Linked DNA regions of Mus musculus: region 2 is linked to region 1. Evidence: chromatin contacts called from public Micro-C data. All regions are on one chromosome and are shown on one strand. Each heading gives the region's core, a stretch centred on a gene start, on an enhancer-like site or on the middle of the called end of the contact. The rest is flanking DNA. Distances are from core to core; before and after follow the strand shown. Region 1 overlaps Yap1 (yes-associated protein 1). Region 2 holds the start of Yap1 (yes-associated protein 1).

Region 1 (4,418 bases), core at 1,264-3,763:
GGATATAAGGGACTTTCGGGATAGCATTTGAATTGTAAATGAAGAAAATATCTAATAAAAAATTGTTTAAATAAAAAATTAACAAAACCCAAAACAGTAGCAACACTGAGCCAGGGTTCTGTGACGTGCTAGGCAAGCAAGTACTGCCAATATCCATATCCCAGCACCTCAGAATGCATCTTATCAAAGACGCATATTTTTTGCCTGCCTTGTTTTGAATTCTGTTCAGTCAACAGCAGCATGGTCCATAGCTGACAAACAGTTAATAGAAATAACTGTAGTGTGCTGAATCTTCATATTTTAACAATATTTTATCTTGGCTCTTTTGAAGATTGTACTTTTCCAAGGTTACTGAATGGGTTAAAACTAGTAGCAGCCCTCTGTAGGTTGTAGTGAGCACTTGTACTTTTAATTCAGCACTCAGCAGAGGCAGAAGCAGAGGCAGGCCGGCTGAGGCAGGTCAGCCTGGTCTACAAGAATGAGTTCCAGAGAAATTGTCTCAAAGTATCTGTGTTTTTGCTGCTCTGAATTCTGATGCTCTTCTGCTTTTACTGGTCTACCTTTTTAATTTCTTTTTATCTCATGCACACTGGTGTTTTGCTTGTATGTTTAAGGGTGTAGGACCCTCTAGAACTAAAGTTATAGACAGCTATGCTCTACCATACATATATATATATATGTATATATATACATATATATATATATATATATATACATATATATATACATATATATATATATACATATATATATATATATATATACATATATATATATATATATATATATATATATATATATATATATATGGATGCTGGGAAATCCAGGTTCTAATTGCAACCAGTGCTCCTAACTGCTGAGCCCCCACTTCCGGACTCATTTAACAATTCAGTTTCTCCCACAGGCAGATGCCGCAGATCCAGCGGTCTAGAGTCACCAAGAAAGGCAACTTAGAGATATGAAGGCAGCTGTTCATTCCTAGTCACCCAAGGAGCCACCAGAAGGGTCCCTGAGCCATGATCAAAATCCAGCTACCCCGACCTTGATGGGATCAATAAGAGCAAGAGACAGTACTCTGGGCGACAGGGCTGGCAATGATTTGCAAGAAAGATCATAAGACATCCGTCCTGCGCGCACACAGATGATAGGCATTATACTCAAGGCAAGGTAAACTGGCTGAAATCTGAAACCTGGAAAACAGAACTGACTGAGCGGCACCTTAAATAGTTTTGAGAATTCACATTGAGACATCTGCTTCTTGTTCATTCCTTGCTTTGACTCAGGCAGGTCCACGCCTTCTTCTGTTTGTCAGCCCTTGCCCACCCCAACCCCGGCTGCCCTGGAACTCTCTGTAGACCAGGCTAGCCCAAAACTCACCTACCTCTGCCTCTTGAGTACTGGTATTAAAGGCATGTTCCAGCATCACCTGGCAGGTGATCGCACACACACGTCTGTTATTGTTCTAGCTATAGAACCAGCCTTGGTTTCTTCTGCTGCTGCCTTCTCTCCTGTCCTCAGAAAAGAAGGTTCTGGGCTTCCTGCCATTCTTTTTTTTTAATTTTTTTATTGTATTTTATTTAGGTATTTTCTTCATTTACATTTCCAATGCTATCTCAAAAGTCCCCCATACCCCCCCCCCCCGCCATTCTCTTAACACAATTTAGTTAAATCAAATTTTATATGAACAAACACACATGGTACTTACCCTTTTATTTAGTGTATACAATCACACACCCCTATGTAGACCTAAGCCAGGTGCCATGACGATGCACACCTGTAATTCTAGCACCCGGAAGGTTGAAGCAGAAGGATTTCAAGCCCTAAAGCCCAGGCTCTAACAGCCTTGTTTTAACAGTCAGATACAAACCCTAGAACTAGTCTAATCTCTGTCCTCTTCAATTTCTGACTGTTGCCACAGTGTTTATCTTTCATTTTTAAAAGATGACATCATATTTAATACGGAGCCACAGATCAATGGCTTTCCCTTCTTTCCAGGCTGTATTAAGGATCAAATCTAGTACTTCACACTTGCCAGCCATGCACTGTAAAAAATGACACTGAAGTCAGGGGCAGGAAACTCAACTTCATCCTGGAAAGCAGGCAGCGCCATCTTCCGTATCAGCCACCATGGAAAGCTCCCTCGCCATCAGGCTGGGACCACTGACTTTACTCACAGGGCAGGGCTCTAAACATGTCCCAGATTAGCTGAGATTCACAGGCTCACTGGGAAAAGCTACTGCATGTTTGAATTATTACAGAAGAAAATGCGCTAAAAATACTTACTTGATTTAGAAAAAGTCAAATACTCTAGTAGAAGAACTATTTGACCTCTGACACAGGGCAGAAGCCTGACCTGACTCTGGCCAAATTTCTTCTGACTTGCTTACTTCCCCATTTTTGAAAGACTTTCAAACTTTTCCAACTACCTTTGGGAAAAGAGAAGTTTAACAAGCTTGTATTTTTAGCTCAGTAGTCTAATTTTAGGCACTGTGTTCAAGATGAAATAATTCCACGTTCCTTGGAGACAGAGCAACTTGCAACATCTAATGCTTCGGGTGATATCACTCCTGTAGACCATCCAATTATGTCCCAGGCTTAAGTTGTAGCAGCTACCCACACTGACCCAGTTAAAGGACCATGGATGGATTTCTGTGCTGAGGACCAAACTGGAGAGAGGCAAACGCTGAACCAATGAAGCTACAGCCCAAGCAACAATCGTTATGATAGGACAGCTTACAGGTGATCTTTTGAAAAGTCAGCTCTAATTTCATGCTCACCCTCCTTCAGTAGCTGACTGATGGAGTAGGGTGCACCCCCACTCTTCCACTCATGTATTGAGAACTGCCCAAAGCCTTCTCAAAGGCTCTGACAACATGTAGAATGCTTTCTGTTCATTAAGTGTAACTGTCACATGCCGTAGCATAGTGTTGTTTGCTGAAAAAACATGCACACAGACTAAGAAACAGGAAACCCTGTAGCAACCTTGGCTCCAAGTGACATCTGACACAGGGTTCAGGGTGCACGTGAGTGTGCACAATGGTGCTCACATGCATGCAGGTTGATTTATATAGGAAGAGAAGCTGTTCTCAACGAATGCCCAAGACATGACTAAGAAAGAGGTGAGTAGGCAGGAAGCCAGGTGTGTGACTGTAATTATTAGTGGGGGGTAGAGGAAAAAGGACTACTTCTAGTGCAAGGCCAGGCTGGACCACAAAAAACAAAATATGACAAAAAAAAGAAAGAAAGAAAGAAAGAAAGAAAGAAAGAAAGAAAGAAAGAAAGGAAGGAAGGAAGGAAGGAAGGAAGGAAGGAAGGAAGGAAGAAAGGAAGAAAGCCAGCCAGCCAGCCAGCCAGCCAGCCAGCCAGCCAGGGAAACTGCATTATTTATGCAAAAATCCACTCCCCCATCATTTATGTGGAAAACACTCAACAACTGATCACTACTCTAGCTTTTGACAATTTCTTGAAGCCAGCAACAAACAGGTTTAACTTTACTGAATCCTATTTGCTGCATATGCAAATGCTAAGGGTAGCCAACGGTGGGTGCAGCCAAGTCAGTCGACTTCAGCAGTCCTGAGCTATGTGAAAAACATGTGCTTTAGGATACAGGCACGGGCAAGTTGACAATCATCTGTTTAAGGAGGGTCACCTTTGTGAAGGGAAAACTTAAACGTAGGAAATGAAAAATTAACTCCCCAAATACATATTCGTATAAACAGTCTGTCTTGGTGATAGCTGTCTGGACCACAATTCTGTTGTTGGTAGTTTTTTGGTTTTTTTCAGACAGGGTTTCTCTGTGTAGCCCTGGTTGTCCTTGAACTCAGAAATCTGCCTGTCTTTGCCTCCCAAGTGCTGGGATTAAAGGCATGGGCCACCACTGCCCGGCTAAACCAACAATTTATAAGCTGCAATTGTTCAAGGTCTTAGCCAGGTATGGTGGTGATCCAAGTTCAAGGTCAACCCTGATTCAAAAACTAAACCAAGACAGACCAGGGTCGTATTTGTCTCATTTCGCAACTCACCTTTAAGTCATAAAGTTCTTCATTATTTCTAAAATAAACATATTAAATTGGGCTGTTTCTGACAGATTTCTAGAGTTTGGTCTTTTTTGACTCAGAACTTAAAAAGCAAAAGCCAAACAAGAAAAAACCAGAAAGCTCTTTATGGCATCACTTCCTCAAGAGAATTTTAGTTAGTAAATCAAAGATGTAAACTATTAGCAGTGTACAGGGTGTAAGGGTAACTACTCTGCAATACCATTGTCTTACTATGTAGCCCTGAATGGCTTGGAATTCACCATGTAGACCAGGCTGGCCCTGAACTAATTAAATAAACCTAGGATTTATGAAAAATTAGGAATTCCAAGAGAAAAGAGATAATGTTGAAGAAAGTGTTAAAGAATTGTAAATTATGATTTC
Region 2 (4,418 bases), core at 1,038-3,537, 60 kb after region 1:
GATTCACACACTTATAATAGCTGGGTGAGGGACAAAAGAAAAATCTGCAAAGACCCCAATGATTCAAATTTGGGTCCAATCAGACCAGTGTTAAGACAGGGGTCAGGAATAAACTTGTGTGTAAATGAGCTTTTCCAAGCGAGAGGATATAGGGCTAGAAGACTTCTCAGGCAGGGGCCTGTGGATGATTATTTACTAACTCTGATACATACCATTCACAGTCCAATCCTTTTATTGGAATTAGGGTTTCTCAAAACGTTTTTCTAGATTTATGTTGATAAGGAAACTGAAAAGACCCAGCAGTCATTTAAAGCCCCATAGGAAAACCCCGTTTTTGAGTTTCCAGATAGATTGAATTTTAGGAAACCATTAGCGCACAGAAAAGGTAAATTTATTGACGAACAGCTCTCTTAAAACGCTTAGAGAGAATGCAAATGTACCCACGAACGGCCCAGTGGAAGCCAGTATTACAAGTACACTTTCCCGGGTTCATTCCTTCTGACTTCTAAGTGCTACAAAATGGAGCGTTCAATCTGTGTATTCCTTCAAAGTTGCCCCAGCGGTTTCTCGATTGCATGTCACATACGTTTAGTTCAGCGAGTACAGAAACTCACTTGTGGGGGAGGGAGCAAATAGTATCTAGGTCTACTGTTGTTACAAATTAAGAGTTTATTTAGCCGAGCAGCTAGATAACTTTTCCTTCCTTCTTAAGAGGCTTTTTGTAGGGAGGTTAATCGAGATTTTCGAAGCTTCAAAAACCCCGTTCTACAACAAGCCTGCCTAGGAGGGGGGGCTGGAGTGGGGGCGGCAACTCTTCTTTCCACTCAAGTTACAGCCCGAGTGGGCTAACGACATGGCAGTGTTTGGAAAACCAATTAAGTTTTGGGCAAAGTTCCTGTGCTGCTTTAGCCTAAAGCAAGTTCTTTAAAAATTAAGTAATTAAAAGCGGGGGGAGCGACACTAAAGAAATCTACCAGGACCTATCGGAATGTTAATACTTTGAAACGGTTTCACTTCTGTGCTGGATCCAGTTGGGAAAATAACCAGGCGTCGTGGATACGGATAAGCAGCCATGTTCACATCCGCAGTCAGTTAAAGAGCAATGGCGAGCTTGGAATTAGTCATTGCTTCCCAAACATTACCTTTAATCACAGTTGAGCCGGGCAGAACTCGGCCTATGAGTCAACCTGCAACGCGCTATCAAAGGCCGGCGCAGAAACCTCTGCACCGTGAGCGCAGCCGAGCTCCTGCGCAACACACAGACGTGGCTCATTTAAAAGCTTTCGGGCCGAACAGTAAATAATAGGTTACGATTTAGGAAAAGGACACGTGAGCCCACCGAGTGTGAAAGGATCCCGCCCGCGCGAGTTCCAGGGCACGGCGGAGGCGAGTGGGGGGTCGAGGGAGCTTCGCTCGGGCTGGGGAGCCCGAACCCTGCATCCGGAGAGCGCCTGGGCCGCGAGAACAGAAAAGCTTTCGGGAGAGGGAGGGGGAGGGGACCGGGAGAAGGAACCAGAAACTCAATGGACCAGTTCAACCCCCACCCCTCACCGGCACGCGAAAACAAGAGGGCAGTTAACACAGCTCCACCGGAGACTGCAGTGGCGCGGGAAGGGGAGATCGGGTACCCCCGGCTGGGGTCCCGCACAAGACGCCGGCCCCCTCCCCCTCCTCCCCTCCCCCTCGTCAGAGCGAAGGTGCGGAGCGGAGGCGCGCGCATTGTGCACCCCCCCTGCGGCCAACTCCGCGAAAACAACCCCCAGCACCGCACCCCCACGCGGCCCCGCGCCCCCGGGATACCCTTACCTGTCGCGAGTGGGACTTGGGCTCAGGCGGCTTGAAGAAGGAGTCGGGCAGCTTGCGAAGCCGCATGGGCACGGTCTGAGGCACGTTGGCCGTCTTGGGGTTCATGACGGCATTGAAGAGCGCCTCCAAGTCGGTCTCCGAGTCCCCGCGGACGTGCACGACCTGGTGGCCGGCCGGGGGTGCGGGCGGGGCCGCGGGGGTCCCGGCCGGAGACACGGACGGCGGCGCGGGGCCTTGCGGGGCCGGCTGGGGCGGCGGCTGTTGCGCGGGCTCCATGGCTGCGGCCTCGTTCGACGCTCGGGGCACTGCGCTCAGGTTCGGGGGGCTGCGACGCGCGCCCGCATCGCCCTGCACTCCTTGCCCGAGGCCGCCTCCCCTCTCCTCCCCTCCCCTCCGCGAGCTCCTTCCTTCCTCCCTTTCTTTGCCCCCGGCCGCGGCGGCGTCCCAACTGAGACAGAAACTTTGGCTCCAGACGCCCAAACTAAAAAGTTGCGAGGAGCGCCCGCCCGCGCGCCTCGCGGGCTCCGCCTCCTCGACGCTCTTCCTTCCTCTGCGCGCCCGCCCGCACCGAATCCGCGGCCCGCGGCCCCCGGGGAAACTTTCCCTGCGCGTCGCTACATTCCTGCAGACTCCCGGCCGCACGTGACCCGGGGGCGACCGCGCTGCGTGCGCACCCACCGGCCGGCCCCGAGCCGCTCGGCTGCGGGCGCAGATCCTGCCGGACCCGCGCGCAACGCCAAGGCCGCGAGGAATCGGGACAACCGGCTTGGTAGGGTGGATGCAAAGGCCACACTGTTCACCCGCACTAAGGTTAATCCGGTCCGCGTTTTAACATTGATTCCATTTACCACCAAGTTTGAAGAAGAAACAACAAAACACTTGAGGGCGGGTGCAAATGATTTCAAAGTGAAGCTTGGAAACCAGGAGTTGCACTGGGAGTACCTTACAAAAGGAAACAGTATTACTTTTTAAATTTTGTTTTAAACAGGCTTTACTCTGTAGTCAAGGATATCCTCCAACTCTTTGTGCCACAGCTTCCACAGACAGCTAGGATTCCAAGCCAGGGCCTCTGCTAGCCCGGTTTTTGTAGGTTCATAGGTTCGTCCTTTTTCTTTTCTTTTTTCTTTTTTTTCTTTTCTTTCTTCCTTCCTTCCGCTCCCCCTTTCTCCCTCTCCTTCCTTTTTCTTCCTTTTTGTGTTTCTAATTATGTACAAGTGAGCACAGGTGAAGGTCAGAGGACCATTTGTGGGATCTGTTTTCTTCTTGGTTGTGGGTCCCAGAAATCGAGCTCAGGTACCCTGAACCATCCATCTCATGTTGACTACCCTATTTTGCTGTTTTGAGTCAGGTTCCTATGTAGCTAAGGCTTTCCTCCAATTCACTACATAACTGAGGCTAGCTTAAAATTTCTGCTCCCCCTACCTCAGCCTATAAAGGGCTCAAATAACAAATGTGGGGCACCTTGCTCAGCAAACTTTTTTTTTTTTTAAGTGAAAAGTCAATTTTTTAACACCAAAACTTGACATTTCTTTGGGAACTTCAACTCAAAACATAAGTCACTGTTTAACCTCATGGAGCATTGTGGGTTTTCCTCTTGTGTTTAGTACAAGGGTAAACAATGCAGGGTAGACTAAGAAATGAACCTCAATGGAGATTACCTTAGCCCCTGATTCTCTGTGTGTCAGTCTTTTATCTATCAGGAGCCTATCTGGAATCACTCCAAAAATGATAAAAATCTGTTCGTGTTTTTTAAGTTAATTATTTTGTATTGGGTGTTTTGCCTGAGTTTATGTCTTTGCCTTGGTTCCACAGAGGTCCAAAAGATGGTATTAGATTCCATGGAATTGGAGTACAACTGGTTGTGAACAGCCACGTGGGTACAGGGATTCGAACCTGAGCCTTCTTAGGAACCAGTACTTTTAGTGACCGGCCCTCTCCTCAGCCCCTTGTTGAAGTCATGAGCTACAAAACAAGAACTGGTTTTAATGAGGTATAACTGACATAACTATATAGTCTTCCACTTAAGCAGTTTGGTGCTTTTTGAGTGTATTCCCAGAGTTGTGCAACACTGACTTTAAACACACAAATTTCTTCTCCAGAAATCTGGTTTCTTGTTCTAATGATTTTGTCTGCAGTGTGAGTGAAACGGGTATAAATAGGATTAAGCAAAGAAAGGACCCTTGAGCAAAAAGATAATCTCTTCCTCTAGTTAAGACACGCCCGGAAGAATTCTGAGCAGCAGTCTATCGCTTTGTGTGGTAGAGTAGGGTGAGCTAGCTTCAGACAGGTAAGATTTGAATCAACTATTTAGGAGCCTCAGTTTCCTGTCCTAGAGAGGAAGAAGGGTAAATGTCTCCCTAAGACTGATTCCAGGATTGGTTCACACCAAGTGCCACAAGACCACACTCTTGTGGGCTCTGGAGTTTAGAGTTCAGGTCCCAGTTACCCACACAGGAGCTGTGTGATAGTGAGCAAGCTACTTCCTGCTCTTTCATTTTGTAATTACATCCACCTCATGTCTCTTATGTCGTTGAGACATTAAATGAGTCAATGGATATAAAGTACTTGGCCCAGTTTGTGGCACAAGGCGAGGTCTTAGTAGTTGTCAGCTA

Evidence for each region. Hi-C and Micro-C count contacts between places; a contact is called where the count stands out from the background.
Region 2: a Micro-C map of brown adipocytes shows a contact between it and region 1, with 2.4 times the contacts expected there. The contact joins the promoter of Yap1 here to the enhancer-like site in region 1. A contact is called at or near these places in 1 of 39 promoter capture datasets (hippocampal neurons), 12 of 484 Hi-C or Micro-C datasets (the 3T3-L1 cell line, the C2C12 cell line, the HL-1 cell line and 8 more), 4 of 115 datasets of contacts at active chromatin or transcription factors (craniofacial prominence and embryonic stem cells) and 3 of 9 other capture datasets (adipose tissue, liver and pancreatic islet).

What each region holds. Positions count from the first base shown.
Region 1 is chr9:7,941,683-7,946,100 of GRCm38.p6, forward strand. The region is part of intron 6 of Yap1 (yes-associated protein 1); the gene reads right to left. Among named protein-coding and RNA genes, the nearest start is that of Yap1, 61 kb to the right of the region's middle. Within about 2 kb of position 2,514, at least 27 of the 459 cell types and tissues checked have an H3K27ac peak or open chromatin away from gene starts, as enhancers often do. A contact at or near this core is called in adipose tissue, brown adipocytes and uterus, where this site is marked.
Region 2 is chr9:8,002,309-8,006,726 of GRCm38.p6, forward strand. Yap1 (yes-associated protein 1) reads right to left here and starts at 2,288. Exons shown (of 9, transcript NM_001171147.1): 1 at 1,807-2,288. The coding sequence starts at 2,082.